2 separate regions of the Zea mays genome follow, and region 2 is linked to region 1. The links are chromatin contacts, called in public Hi-C maps. All regions are on one chromosome and are shown on one strand. Each heading gives the region's core, a stretch centred on a gene start, on an enhancer-like site or on the middle of the called end of the contact. The rest is flanking DNA. Distances are from core to core; before and after follow the strand shown. Region 1 holds the start of LOC100193820 (disheveled-associated activator of morphogenesis 2). Region 2 holds the start of LOC542332 (permease 1).

What was found. A called contact is a pair of places that touch in the nucleus more often than the background predicts.
Region 2: a Hi-C map of leaf shows a contact between it and region 1, with 7 times the contacts expected there. The contact joins the promoter of LOC542332 here to the promoter of LOC100193820 in region 1. A contact is called at or near these places in 2 of 25 Hi-C or Micro-C datasets (leaf and tassel).

Annotation. Positions count from the first base shown.
Region 1 is chr1:269,478,502-269,481,201 of Zm-B73-REFERENCE-NAM-5.0, forward strand. LOC100193820 (disheveled-associated activator of morphogenesis 2) reads right to left here and starts at 1,430. Exons shown (of 3, transcript XM_008667002.2): 1 at 730-1,430. The coding sequence starts at 1,281.
Region 2 is chr1:269,695,985-269,698,694 of Zm-B73-REFERENCE-NAM-5.0, forward strand. It overlaps LOC542332 (permease 1), which reads left to right and starts at 1,349. Exons shown (of 14, transcript NM_001111914.2): 1 at 1,349-1,564; 2 at 1,712-1,809; 3 at 1,910-2,086; 4 at 2,200-2,300; 5 at 2,419-2,494; 6 at 2,589-2,648. The coding sequence starts at 1,471.

The sequences.
Region 1 (2,700 bases), core at 180-2,679:
ACGGGGACGCATTTAAAACAGTGTACCAAAGTAAATTTCAGCAACCATAAGCATAGAAATGCTTAAGTACTACCAACAAAGAAATCACTTGAGTATAGGTAGAGTGTCTTCTTTCAGTAATAGTGTGATGCTACCAGCCCAGCCTCTTGTTCAGTAAATAGCGCAATACCACAAACAATAATCTCAAATCATTAGACCTCTTTCACCAGCACCGTAATCAGTAACTACACTGATCCTCAATACCTTACTCTCCCAGCGCAAAGTTAACATGTAATAAAATTGAAAGGTAAACTATATTTAGGACCCTCTAATGAACCTTCCTCGCGATGAAGTCATGCATATGAATATTTTACAGTCGCGTGGCGTCCCTTTAATTGCCATGTCAATTTTATTCACAATAAGAAATTCTCAGCATGTTCTCCCTTAGCAACCACGCTACATCCAGTCTACAGAAATGTCAAAACCAATCACCATCAACATCAAACAACGAGAAAGCCTCTAGAAAGAGCACAAGCCCCGTACGAAACTCCTACGATAACTTCACTGGAATCCACGGGTTTGACCCCCACCCCACCCAAAAAAAAAAAAAACGCAGACAGAAATCAAACTCACTGGATACTTGTCTACACAATTTGCCATCCTGGACTAGGTTTACTGATAATATCCGATAAGCACAGACAAGGAACTGGTTCAACACAGTCAGGTTGCTGAAGAACTTGGGGTAGGTACCTGGAACCATTTGGCGGCGACGGCAAGCGCGGAGGTGAGGCGGCACCTCCTGGAGTCCTCGCAGGCGTGGAGCGACTGGAAGTCCGCAGCAGGGAGCTTGCGCGTGATCCACCCGATGTCGAGGTAGACGTAGCGCGGAGGCGGGGGTAGGTCGACCTTGATGCGGATGACGTTGAACCAGATGAGGAAGCGGCGGACCTGGATGCCCTGGAGGTCGGAGAGGGAGCCGTAGCGGAGCACCCCCGTGATGTGGGGCTCGAAGTAGGTGAGATACTCGAAGTGTACGTAGCAGGGCCCCGCGAGGTCGACGGTGAGGCTGCCGTTGCTGGCGAGCGAGAAGGCGGTGACGGTCGAGGGGAAGATGCCCGGGGGCAGGCCGTACTTCGGGAGGAGCTCGGCGAGGGTCGGCGGAGGCGGTGGAGGAGGAGGAGGAGGAGGAGGAGGAGGAGGAGGAGGAGGAGAGGCGGGAGGGGTCGCGGGCTCCGCTGACGCCGTGGTGACGCCGGTGGCGAGGAGGAGAGGCAGGAGGAAGAGGAGAGCGAGACGCCGCATTGGGAAGAGACGGGAAGACAGCACGTTTTTTTTTCTCCGCTTCGGTGGGGCGTCATAACGTGTATAAGTATGGGTAGGCGGGGAGCCTGGGTAGGTGCCGGCAAATGGGCTTGCTGTGCGGGCCTGGGTTCCAATTCCACCTCCACGAGGTTTCAGAGTCAGGTCATGATCATTTTGTTTGCTTCACTATCAACGGGACCCCGCCGTGCTGTTATCAAGTTGGGCAACAACTAATATACAATGGACAACAACTAATACTAATATGTAAACAGTTATTAGATGCAAACGTACAAATTAACTTTTTAGTCCATTAGATCTGTATCCAACGGTAAATACAATTGTGTTTTGTTAAAGTTTCTTTTTATAAAGTTAAGTGGTGGAAGGGTTTAAATGCTAAATTTGATATACCGCTGGATCTCAAATCAAAATGTCTGATTGCATGCTTGCACCTAGTACATGCTTCCATATTAGTCGTTGCATATGCAATCAGGCATTATGTGCAAGTGTGTAAGTGAGGTTCCTGATTATTAGATTATGATCCAACCATGTATCACATTTAACACTTAAACCCTTCCACCGTCACCTCGTGTAGATTTATAGAAAACTCAATAACAAACCATGATTATGTTATAGTTGGATCATGATCTAACAGATCAGAAACCTCGCTTGCATACTTGTACATAAGACCTGATTGTATATTAGTTGTTGCCACCAAGATGAACCAAACAAAATATGTAATCAACAATTTCCTTCCCATCCCTGTTAGATGTTACATACGTACAAACGTAGGTGAGAGAGCTCGTGTCCATTGGATCTGAATCGTATGATTGATATTAAAAATGATGACATGGACACACGTGATGCGAGTATTGTGTCCGCCTTCGGCTTTATTATATAGGAATACTACCTCCGTTTTTTTAATTATTTGACTTCGCACAGTTCAAATTATACCAATAAACGACATATAAAAACAAACGGAGGGAGTACAACCAAATAACACCAGAGACCGATATACCTCTGCTTCCGTGGGACTACAATATAAGTTTAAAATAAAAGTTAGATTATATAATTTGAGTAAATTATAATCCAAGTAAACAGTTCCAAGGCCCTAGTGGTAATGGGTCTAAAGTCTAATTAGCCAATAAACTTTAGTCATTCCAAGCTTTAACATGGAGGAAAATGTTATCTAAAACTTCAGTCCACATCAGAAATAAAAATAATTCATTAGATCACGTAAATAATTGAAGACAATGTAAAATTTAGTATCTAACTTTAACTCGAGCTTGGGATAACTTTAACTCGAGCTTGGGATATATATATATATATATATATATATATATATATATATATATATATATATATATATATATATATATATATATATATATATATATATATATATATATATATATATATATA
Region 2 (2,710 bases), core at 99-2,598, 220 kb after region 1:
CTTACCAGTGCACGAATGGATATTATATAGGACATTTATGGATGCAACCTATGTTTCTTTCTAGCTCTAGGCCTTTGTCCCAAGTTGAAATCGCTTAGTGTTTTGGCTACACTGTTTATGGATCTAGTGACACTGTTTTTTTACGAGGATCTATCTACCTCACAACTGGGTGTTTTGAACGGTTCAACATTTAAATTTTTCATAGGATGGAGATTGAATAGTCGTTATCATTTTCTTATACCTTAGGGTTCTTGTTGCCTCTCATCTTTTCTACCTCTCGTCACTCATGGCATTTCCATGAAACACCTCCGTCTTGCCCACCTGCCTCGTCTCCTATGGTTCCCCACCACCACCGTGCTAACTCAACTTCGCTAGGGCATCACTGTGACTCCCCATTTCCCTGTCCAACTGTCTTCCTCCATTGCCCCCATCAAGGACATCGCCGCCTCCTCACCCCTATTGCGCCCACACCATGCTGCACCATCGTCGGTATGAACTTCTTTCCTAGATTTTTCTTCTAGACCCTTCAGAATTGGAGAAGGAAGGTCACTTGACCTCAAACCCTAACCAAGCTAATCACATGGCAAGGGCTTGAATCGAGACACCCATAAAATCGAGTGTTGCATTGCCCCAGAAAAATGTGTCATTTAGTATTTCTCTTTTACAACTCTTATATAACACAACAACATCAAACAATAAATAAAATTTGTAGGGATTACATTGTTGATTGCTTAACCTCCCGATCCGTTAGATCATGATCCAACCATAGTTACAATCATGGTTTGTTGAGGGGTTTATAAAACTACACGAGCAAAGGGTTTAATTGTTAAAATATAATATATGATTGGATCATAATCTAACGGAACATGAGACTCGTTTGCACTAAGAGATGCTCCGAGTCGGAGAGGTGATCCATTGCCCGTTAGACAACAGGTGTGGGCCAGGCGGGCAGATTGGACTATGTACGCCAAATGCCAGTTTAAGTCCGCTAAGTATTTTATTTTTTTAGTTAATTACTACTTCCGTTCTTGAATATTTGTCATCGGCTAATTTATTTTTGAACTAAAACCTGACAAATAAAAAAGGAGTACACAAGATGATAAAAGATGAAAGAAGAACAGGTGATCTGAAAAAACAAACTGGTCCCTGATGATTAGGACGTGGTGCGGTGAAACCTGAAAGGATACTACTGATGCTGCACTGCACACAGCACAGCTGCACCCGAAACGCACGCACGCACGCACGCGACAGGCGACAGCGCCAGCAGAGGCCCGGGCTTACATAAAGGGCAGCCACTCCGGCGATTCTTCCCCCGACCGCTTCTTCGCAAACCTCCCCCTCTCCCATCGACTTCCTCCGTCGTCCGTCGCACTGCCACGGATCACCCTCTTCCTTCGTCTTCCTCCACAAAACCTACAGCGCTGGTGCGCCGAGGAGCTAGCTAGCTAGCCCGGCCGGCCGGCCGGCGCCATGCCTCCCGTGAAGGCCGAGGACCTGGTTGTGCACGCCGTCAAGGAGCAGTTCGCCGGCCTCGACTACTGCATCACCAGCCCCCCGCCATGGAGTACGTTATTACAGCTCTGCCTGCCACCATTTGGTTCTGTTCGGTTTGCTTAGATTGCCACCCGCCTACACGCACTGACTGATGACTGACGCCGGTCGATGGTCTCCGTGGGCGCTGAACCGCTTGTCGTTCCGTGCTCTGCTGCAGTCACGACGGTGCTCGTTGGCTTCCAGCACTACCTGGTCATGCTCGGCACCACCGTCCTCATCGCCACCATCATCGTCCCGCTCATGGGCGGCGGCCATGTGAGACTGACCTTCCTTCTTCTTTCATTCCCCTTTATTTCGTCGTTTGCCTGGACCTGGACGGACGGGCACTGATAGATGAGCGCACGGACACATGCAGGCCGAGAAGGCGATCGTGATCCAGACCATCCTGTTCCTCTCCGGGATCAACACGCTGCTGCAGGTCCACTTCGGCACGCGGCTCCCCGCCGTGATGAGCGGCTCCTACACCTACATCTACCCGGCCGTGGCCATCATCCTGAGCCCGCGATACGCGCTCCTCATCGACCCTCTCGAGGTGCGTAGCGCAACTGCACGCTCACGTCTCCGAGGATCGCTTCGGTGCTTCCTCTCTTCTTCTCTCTTCGGTCGCCGCAGCTGATCCACCGTTGGCTGGTGTCGTCTGTCCAGAGATTCGTGTTCACGATGAGGTCGCTCCAGGGCGCGCTCATCATCGCCGGCGTCTTCCAGGCCGTCGTCGGCTTCTTCGGCATATGGAGAGTCTTTATTAGGTTGGTGGTCATTTTGCTTCTGTAGTCACGCTGTCAATCAAACCAAACGTCGTCTCTGTTCCTGCTCCTGTACTAACGCTGTCGCTGTCGCTGCGCCGTGGCGACCCGTGCATTTCAGGTTCCTGAGCCCCCTCGCGGCGGTCCCCTTCGTCACGCTCACGGGCCTGGGACTCTTCTTCTTCGCGTTCCCCGGGGTGAGCTCGCGGCACAGCGCCACGGCAGAGCAGACTCGCCTTCTTTGGACGCCGCAGCTTGCTTGCTAATCACTCTAGTTTCTTGCAACCTCAGGTCACCAAGTGCATCGAAGTGGGTCTCCCCGCCCTTGTCCTCCTGGTGATCTTCGCAGAGGTAACAGCAACCCGTTCCCGGTAGAAGATGACTCCACCGTACGGCTGCATGCAGCAGCAACT